2 separate regions of the Cyprinus carpio genome follow, and region 1 is linked to region 2. The links are chromatin contacts, called in public Hi-C maps. All regions are on one chromosome and are shown on one strand. The core of a region is the stretch at or near the end of the contact, and the rest is flanking DNA. Distances in the headings are between cores, read along the strand shown. Region 1 has its middle 19 kb from the start of LOC122148779. Region 2 holds the start of LOC109069065 (MAP7 domain-containing protein 1-like).

Evidence for each region. Hi-C and Micro-C count contacts between places; a contact is called where the count stands out from the background.
Region 1: a contact with region 2 is called in a Hi-C map of skeletal muscle, with 2.8 times the contacts expected there. The contact joins the enhancer-like site here to the promoter of LOC109069065 in region 2. A contact is called at or near these places in 6 of 8 Hi-C or Micro-C datasets (liver and skeletal muscle).

What each region holds. Positions count from the first base shown.
Region 1 is chrA19:9,586,504-9,591,343 of ASM1834038v1, forward strand. No RefSeq gene overlaps it. Among protein-coding and RNA genes, the nearest start is that of LOC122148779, 19 kb to the right of the region's middle. Within about 2 kb of position 1,873, at least 7 of the 8 cell types and tissues checked have an H3K27ac peak or open chromatin away from gene starts, as enhancers often do. A contact at or near this core is called in liver and skeletal muscle, where this site is marked.
Region 2 is chrA19:9,544,059-9,549,356 of ASM1834038v1, forward strand. It overlaps LOC109069065 (MAP7 domain-containing protein 1-like), which reads left to right and starts at 2,568. Exons shown (of 17, transcript XM_042776272.1): 1 at 2,568-2,923. The coding sequence starts at 2,857.

The DNA of each region.
Region 1 (4,840 bases), core at 623-3,122, 42 kb after region 2:
AAAATCAGACAGAAGCCATTGATAGAATGCTAGCAGTATATTACAAAATGTAGTGAACACTGAAAGCCAGTAAAAGAAGTGAGTTTTAGTAATGACTACAGGGGTGGAGTAGATCTAATCTGAAGTGAAAGAAGTTAGATCTGTGCATAAGCTGAAAGCGTAATTCATTTAGACAAGATGTGACTTAGGATGTAGCTCTGTCACTTAAACACAGGAAGTTCTCTGCTGATACACTGAATTTACTTTTGCTTTCTCTTGTATTCTCCACACCACTGAATGCCAGAGCTGAGGCTTTTCTCATATTTCTCCTATGCATGTTTCAGAATGGTTTTGAGAGGGATTTAATGTGATCATTTTTTAGGTGAAACTATTTGTGCACACTTGTGGCATCACTTAAACTTTAAAGGCCTAGAAACAGACAAATGTAACACCCCGTTGTACTCAAACCCACAATGACAAACATGCCACTTTCATCTGTATCAAGACCATATGCATGCAAAACAAACACCAGAAAAGAGAAATAAGGCTTTGAAAGATATTGTATCTAGAGCTACTGAGCAGAGCGTGAAGTGAAACAGCACAAATAGTTTCCACTGAATGTAGGTTACATTGTTAATCTATTGAAAATAACCCATAGCATGAGCTCACTCTAAATTCAGTCGTGGTGCACATATAGATATTTACTTTTCAAGCTGAAAAGCTACTTTTCTTTCTTTCTCCAGCTCAGTGATTTGCATGTGTTTATGTATGTGTATCCAGGCAGATAACTTTTCATCTATTTTAATCTACATCAGCAATAAAGACTTTACTGGACATGAATTAAGCTAGCATTAAACTCTCAATGTTTACATTAAACTAAGAATGCAAACCATTTGCCAATGTGACAGACAGGATTGCAAGAGTCGTGCCGTGCTTTCATTCAGTTTCGATCGTGCCAATTCAAATATGATACATGCTGATAATATTACAGAATTTTTAAACATTTGTATGATTTGGTTTTGATGTTTGTGCTTATGTGTGGGTGTGTCTGTGTTTATATATACAGTATAGTTAGATATAGATCAATAAAGATATATAGATAGATATGTGTATGTGTGGATGTGTAGTAATTATTTATTTAAAAGATATGATTGATGATTTGACGTACAGATTGCAGATCTGCACCAGAATCTTTCTCTGGCCCTGTTGCAGATGACTATTTTTGCGATAGCAGCTGCAAGCACTCTTAATACCACCCAGAGAACAATGCTTATCTCTGTCTTTTAATAAGATTATTTTTATTAGAAATCATTGTCAGTGGCTTATAATGTAACACCATGTGCACCAAGACTATACTGAGAAAAGGCCAGTAGTTCCTGGCAAGCATCTGTAACGGTAGTATTTTTGCAGACATGTCTGGGAGAGATTGGCTTATGCGGGCTGACTCTCTGTAGTGTTTCCTCTCTGTGAGAAATAGTGTCTGGTGTTGGACAGATTTCTCTGAACTGGCCCCGAGGCCTGTGATCACAGCTGTCACTCTGAGACGCTTTCAACAGGTGCTTGAAATGGAGGCGCTGCGGCTGTTTTACCATGTGTAGATGCTGCAGCAGAGCTTAGAAATAAAAATGGCCTTATACTGTATTAGAATTCAGCTCATTGTTGAAAATTAATGAAAGGGGGGGAGAGAAAAATTTGTTTATATTCAAATGTAAGTATTTCTAAAGGGACTGAGGAATGGGTTTAGTGTATATATCAGGCCTTTTTCAAGTTTGAAGTAAACATTCATAGTTTTGATTCATTTAAATTCAAGAGAAAAAGAAAACAAGAAGAAGAAGAATAGCAGGGAGGGGCGTGTGTAACGCTCTGCGTGCGCGCGCATGTGTTGATCAGGAAGCTCTGGCTCTGAACTACGTTACTTCGGAATCATCTTGCGTTTCCTGAGGCCCCCAGATGGCCACTTCTCGGTTTCATTACTCAGAAATCTTACATAACTGAACTCATACAAGTTATATGGGCGAAATAGATCAGTATAATTAAAATCAGACGTATATCGATCAGCGTTTGGCGTTTAATACACGCTATTCTACCGTCGCGTGCGCGCAGCGTCTCAGTGCGCTCGTGCTAATCACATCTGACTAGCTCCTCAGGTGAGTCTATTTTTATTTATTTTTACACATTTTAACACTATAATGTTGTTTTCTGTTGGGTTTTCTCCCAGAAATGTTCTTTCGTGTTATTTTGATGTCGTTGTGTCCGCTTCTGTGCGTTTCAAGCCGTTTCAAATGAGCTAATGAGGCTAGTGTTAGCATAGTGGCTAACAGCAGCAATTTATCTGGATTTTTGATAACATTGTGTATTTTGGCAGCATAATAATTAATTTGTCGTTTTACTTTTTTTGTTGATATAATTACTCAGCCAGATTTGTATGTATTCTGAACTCATTGAGGTGGATTAATGATATTTATAATATCGTTAGTGGTAACTTTAAAACGATCCTGAATGTAGATACAATAGTAATGCGACTATTGTACTGAACTCATTTTTTATTTCCACCCTTACCATGAAAGAAGTGAAGCAAAACAATACCTAGTCAGCTGTTTGAACCTGTAGGCAGGTTTGCTGCCTACCTAGACAGCATTTTATGCGTCTCAAATTGTCTCAAAACCTAGTAAATTGGCTATTAAACTTCTCATGTATTATCGACGGAGTCTGAAATGCTGTTTATATTGAGACACAGCCAGTGAGTGTCCTCTGTACTGATGATTTGATTAATGCAAATTTTTCACCCTAGTATTTCCTGAATAGATTAGAAACTAGCTGCACCGGTTGGGTTGCACTGTTTCTTACCCCAAAGGACTGGGTGAAAATTGCTTGGCAGTTGTTCCTGTTCCTGATTTGACTGCCAGATGCATAGACATTATGTTTACAAATCTTTCATGCTATATGATGCACCCTGATCTCTATCCCACACTGAAAAATGCTTCATATCAATTAACATAGGCGTCTAATCTTACTAGATAAATGCAACACACTGGAAAAGCAGGACCTGGAGTTGTTAAAATCTCATAGAGTAATAGTTAACCAGCCAGTGTAAGCAATTCTGAGCTATATATTCATATTTTCAGAAACTGGTCAGAAATGGAAACAAGAGTCAGTTGTATATATTGCAAATAAAGTGGCTGAATGCAACATTCCATTATTGTAAAGGACTTAAAATATGCACAGTATTGTAAGGAAGTGTAATGGTTATGCGTGTTTAACCCTTTAACTGTCACCCCCCATTTTTTTAAAATAGGCATTAAAGTGCACTATCCAAACTTAAATTGTTGCAATTTATGAACACTTTGGAATATAAACCTAAGGTTGGTCTCTTTTTTTAAAGAAGAAAATTAGCAGGCAAAAGTGGATTTTTTTTTCAAAAAATAAAAGTATCAAAAAGTTATAGAAGTTTAAATGTACTGTAAATAAAATGTTAAATAAAATTTTATTTATTATAAATATTTTACATAACATGTTTTACTCTAAAATTGGTATAAAATTAAAGCCTTCTGTCTAAATAAGTTATGTTCCAAATTTGAAGTTGATATGAAAAAAATTGAGCTTCCTGTGAGATTTTAAGGCGTCATACCACAAACAGCCACTGGGAGCCATCAAAACTCCTTTGGATTTTGCTTAATGAATTTTTCTCTAGATTTCTGTCAATTTTACTTCTATCTAAAAATAACCACCAAATATGGAATCCTGAGACTCAGACCTTTCCAATGATATGTTTGTTGCCAAAATTATAAAAAGTTTTGATTCTAAAAGACGTAATGCATTTTGTAATATGACACTTGACACTGCCCACTAAGGGGGAGGAGACCGCCTTAAGATTTTAAAGTACCATTTCCATGGTAACACTATGTCCAATTTCAAAATGGCTTCTAAGCTTTCAAATGATATATAATTTATGATGATTACTAAAAGATTTCATAGAGAAAAAGGACAACAAAAAAAGTGCGCCAAGCGTCCCACAGGTGGGACGGTGACAGTTAAGGGGTTAAGAATCTGAAACTGTTTCACCTAGGGATGTACCGATCGATCGGCCAGGGATCGGAATCGGATGATTTTCCTCATGATCGGTGACCGGCCGATCAATCTCACTTCTTTCCGATTTGGAGCCGATGTTTTGTTACCAGCGGCACATGCAATAACGTCACGTCAGCTGTGCATTCTCGCTTTCTTCTCTCCGAAGACCACTTGTCTCTCTCACACGTCAGTGCTGCGAGATCCAATGAGAAGAGTTTGAATTCGCCGAACAGTGATAAGGTTGCAGCGAGATCTAGTGAGAATCATTCAAATTCTGCACAGAAATCTGATGTAAACAGTGCTGACATAAATCAGGAAACCAGAAGCGGTAACTGTAACTATGGTGTTGTGGTAGAAATAGTCGAATGTATTACATCATTCATTTCAGGGTTTGTACAACCTTTTGCGAGAGAAATTCAAGCACTTTTCAATAACTTTCAAGCATTTCACACAACTGCTTCCAGCACTTTAAAGCTCTAAAATGATCCAGTTTGAATGTTATTTTTAATGGGATGAACAAAATATACTTTGTAGTAAACAGACACTTATGTAAAATTGTAAAATACATCAAATCACAATTATAACCAATAGACCGCAGCAGAGGAGCACTTATTGGCTTATAAGTCATTCATTTCTACTTTTTCTCTATGTCTTGAAATGATAAAATCACTATTATAAAAAATCAGATTTTGTCAGAATTTTACACTTTTTTTTTTGTGTGTATGAAGTAATAAGTCACAAACTTTTCTTCAATTTGCTACTAAATCACACACAATCACTGAAGTTTGTCAGT
Region 2 (5,298 bases), core at 1,318-3,817:
AATTATTAAAAATAACATATAATTATAAATGGTAATGTTAAGAAATTAGAAATGAAAACACTTAATTTAGAATTTAAAAAAAATAGAAATCTTTTTATACGCCAACCATATTTGTTTTATTTACCACTTAAATTTTTAACTGAAAAAAGTCACTGATCTATATAATATAGTTCAGTGAATAAAGCATCAAAATTGCTCACACTAATCCTGAAATTAAGATGAATTAAGCAAAATATAAATTAATAAAAAAAAAGTTAAAACTAATAAAAAAGACAAGTGCATAACAAAATTAAAATAAAAATGTAAACTGAAAATATTAAAATAATAGCTAATTCAAAATATTTATAAATACTATAATAGTATAGTACAGTATAGTTTTTTTTATAATTTGAATTTTGTATTTTCATTTACATTGTAATTTTAGTTAAAGTTTTAATAATTTTGCTGAAATGTTGTGTTTTTTTTTTATCTGTTAATCTATCTATACAGTGTTTGTTCGTTTTTATTCCAGTTTTAGGTATTTTAGTATTATTTGCATTTTTGGGTGTACTATCCTTTTTTCATCGTAAGGTTAGCTGTCTCTCATTTTCTGTTCTTGTATTAAATTCTCAGAGTAACTTAGCCACAACGAGAAAGCAATATCCAATCCATTTTGTGTTTCTATTCATTTAAACGTACTGAGACCCATTCGAAACACATTTTACTAAAGTGCAGTGAAGGCGTCTTGAAGGAGCTTCTTCAAATTGGGATTCAAAAAAGCCTCAAAGTTGCCCTTGATCTATCAGTGATGGATGGTGCATGTTAAAATACCTTCAATCATAACCTCTTCACTATCTGTCTGCCTCCTCTTTTGGTTTGCAGGCCACATTAGAAGAGTTTTTTGATGTAAGATCTTTACAAAGCACTGGACAGATTACATAAAACCCATCAGTATCTACTCATAAACAAATCTGATTTATGTTTTAAGGCTTATTTGTAGTTTAAGGGGGTCCAATGTGACCACATTCTCACCTATGTCATTGCAACAAAGCCTCTTTTTATCACATCTGTGTCGTTCTCCGTGATGAATTAGGGCAGGGTACGCAATGAGTGCGCCATCACGCCGGATACACATCCCGGGGCTTCTGTGCTGTACAGATCCCACTTGTTTAACTCATGACTGATTGGATCTACATTTATCTCCAAATACCCGCAAGCAGGGACTGAAAGCAATCTGAGAAACTTTCCGCCTGACTTGCATTGCATGCTGTTTTTTGACCCATGTGTTATTTTTATGTCTGTTTTAGCTAATCAGTTTTAATCTGCTTGTTTTTTAACCATTTGCAAGAGTATGTTTTGGAAATGTAGATTATTCACACAAATGTAAGTGGTTCAGTGTAGGTATGCTTCACTAGTTGTTGTTGGCAGGGTTATATCAGTGGCTCCAGATGGCTGATTTGCTTCGTGCTGCTAGAATGGCCTGATTTCAACTCTTAAATGCTCTATAGTTAAAGTATTAAATAAGACCAGACTCACATTAGTTTACACATGACCCAATCCAGTTCGAACTATACTGACAATTTCAGCAGTCTCAGATTGGTGTGCTCACAGTTATACGGGTCTGAGAGTCTTTGACTTGCGCTGTATTTAATTCAGTTCAATTCAAGTTTATTTGTATAGCACTTTTCACAATACAAATAGTTACAAAGCAGCTTTACAGAAAATTAAGTTTCTACAATATATTTAGTAGTAGCTTGTCAGTGGTGACTATGTCAAATTGATGTACATATGGTAGATTTGTGTGGTGTATTTTAGTTTTTGGTTATTTAATCAATTATTATAATTCAGGTCTTGGACATGGTTCATTTTATTTGTCTTTATGGGGAGAACTGTACTTTTTGAACCACTGTCTGCAATCAGTGTTATTTTTTCATTGGATGTTATTCTAGTTTTTTTTTTTTTTCTATTTTCATTTCCATTTTTTTATTTCAGTTAGTTAATTTGGTTGAGTTTTTGTAATTTTTTATTAGTTATTTTGTATATCGTTTTTGTCAATTTTTTTTCAGTTTTAGCTTTAGGTATTTTAGTAGGGTACATCAATAATAATTATAATTATGTTCTACATAATACTAAATTAAAATAGTAAACATTTTTACGAAACATTTTTATTTATTTATTTATTTATTTTTATTTTTTTTTTTTTTTTATTTTATTTTATTTTTTTATTTTTTTTGATTACCTGGAAATAAATATATTGCGTTTGCAGACCCAAATGTTGGGTGTGTATATGTTTTGCAGCGGGACACAGTAAAGGACGTGTGTACCCTTGTGCCTCCATCCTGATTCCGTAGATCCAGCTTTTAGAAACCGAGAGAGGGAGCCATTCTGCAAAAAACCTACAGCTCTACCTCTTCCTTTACAGCACATGTGAAGACGCCAGTATTTTCATAAATGTATTTAAAGTAAATTAGAGATATAAAATTTTAAATAGTGTATTTAGCCATTAATAACATTTTCAAATATGCAAACTGCGTGTCAGCGTCCCCCATGCAGGTGAATGGTACGCTCCAGTGGATAGGCAGAGACCGTCCCGCATCGAGCCGCTGTATTCGGCGAACGGCTGCTGTGTGTTGGGCAGGGCCCCGGACCTGGCCCCCCTCTTTTTCTATCTTTAGTTTTCACAGCTGAGATCACACGTTTGAGTGGGAATAGCGAATTTAATCTACAATCGATCGTATTGCTCTTTTAATTGAGCTCAACTGTTTGTTATTGACCAGATTTAAAGGGCCACTCCATTCGGGTGTGTTCATAACTTGGAGTTCCTCTTTTTTCACTCGTCTCTTCTGGAGCCTGTAATGGAATGACTGACTGAAAACCATGAACAAAATGGAGAACAAGGCTCTAGAGAGCAGCTTTGAAGAAAAACTGACGCTGTCAGACAAAGGTAAGTACAACTGAAATAAAACAAATACGTACAAAATGTCCATGAAACCCTGAATAAACGCATGGGTGGTCAAAGGACGCAGAATATATTACCAGAGTAGGCTATATGTGCGCATATTTTCCGTCATGTCATAGTGTTTATATTTTGTATGTACCTATTATTATAGGTTTCTGTGCCGCCTGTCATTAAGAAAATGACAAAATAGCGGCCCATATGTGTTTGACCTGGATAATGGCTTTTCGCATTTCAGTGAGCAAAATTCAGTGGCGTTTAATGTCAGCACTCTTTGATGATTCGGATATTATATTCGCTGTTATTGCTTGATCATTACTATATTTCCACGAGAAAAGCATCAGTGAGTTTATCTATTAAGAGGTTTCATGGATTTGAGTGCAGTACCGGTGTGCGAAAACCAGCCCTGCTCATGTCTAATTATCCGCTACATGTATAACACTCATAATTCAGCACCAAATGAAAGCCCACAGGTTTTTCGTTGTTGCATCATGATTAATCCTCCTGTTACCTTGTTATGATACAGAACTCAATGTGATCCTGCAATTGGAAACTACAAAATTTTTTTTTAAAAAATTCTTAATCAGTATTTTGATATTGTTTGACAGTAAAAAACAAAAACAAAAAAAACATTAAACATCCTTAAAACAAGATTAATTTACTTGTGATGCTAAAAGGTAAGCAGTTTGCCAATGTAGTAAAAATGTATTATTATATATTGATTATCTTGTCATATATTTTATAATATATAGGCCTAGGCTATCTTTTATTAATAGGACAAAGATACTGATTGCCAGCTTGCATAGCTTTGGAGTAATTTCTGTGTAAATTCGCAATGCCACATAAAACCCAGGCTAAATTATACCTGTTCTGACCCGCCTCAACAGTATCAAAAAGTGCAATTGCTGCATAAATGCATTTATGCTACCTCTGAGCAACATTAAACAAACCCCTAAATGCCACTTCAGAAATGCTTTTGTGCTGCCGTTGTAGTGCAAATTTGATGTTGGTTTATTAATTTTGCATGGGATCATATTTGAAAAGGATTCTGTAGGTTGCAGATTCAAATCCCATAAGGCATAATTCATGATCAACAGCTATTGTGTCCTTGAGCAAGGCATTTAACCTCAGGCTAGTTATAATGCATTGTAAGCTGCTTTGAATGAAAGTGTCTTCTGAAGTCGGATGCAACCCCATAGGTTTTACTAGAGTTCTCTAATAAATTACCTTTAACGGCAAGGTCAAATGCTGCCTCCAGATGCAGTTGCAGGTATAGAAATGTCAGTTATGCTAAGGAAACAGTCATTGCCTCTTAGTTTGTGCACATTCCTGTCTCTTGGTATCTGTAGTTTTAAATCAGGTAGTTTTGAACTGTCATACCACATGTGTACTTGTGCAGCCCTAAACTGTAAAAATGCGCCAAAAGAGGAGGAAACATGTAATCGCATTCCTATGAGATGACTGTGTTAAAGACAGATCTCGTTCTCAACTCTTTTGTGCCGGGCCAGTAAACTACAGCCTAGCAAACCCCCAGAACACCTTAGCAACCATGATGATCCTTGATGACCAGCTGACCTTTAAAGATCACATTGCAAAAACAGCACAGTCATGCAGGTTTGCACTACACAACATCAGGAAAATCAGACCCTTCTTAACAGAGCATGCAACACAGCTTCTCGTCCAGGCCCTTGTCATTTCTAGGTTGGACTATTGCAATGCTCTTCTGGCTGGACGTCCAACATGTCCAACTGAAAACTCATCTCTTCCATGAGCATCTAACTGCCTCTTATTATCCTCCTGTCCAAGCTTTTTACTATTTTGAATGATGACTGAAACCTTGTGTAATGAACACTTCTTGTGTTTACTGCCATCTTAAAAGACCCCCCCCTCAATTTTTTTTCTTGTGTCATTTATTCATATCCTGTGAATGTGAAGCTGATCTCAGATCAGTGGCAGCTGAATGGCTCACACCTTGGGCCATTTGAGTCATAGACACCAGTGTGTCATTATTATTAGCTCTGATGGATGCCTTGTCCTGTAGCCTGAGGCTCAGAGAGCCAGAGAGAGAGACAGGCAGAGAATCCTCTGTACAGCAACATTGATTGCTTTGTAGTGAGTGTTTGGGGGGCAGGACCAAGATTCTCCAAGACTGAACTTGTTCAAAGGGACACTGTTTCCCCATCACACATGAGACTATACAAAGACTTTGTCAGGTTTTCTCTCTCACACATGGCAAGACATTTTCTGTACACTGCACATGCTATATGATTCTGCTTGATAATATAGAACTTAATTTTAATTTGCTGTTTTGTTTAGAGTAAAGATATCAATAAGAAACTAGAAGGTTTTAGAGCCTTTTGCCA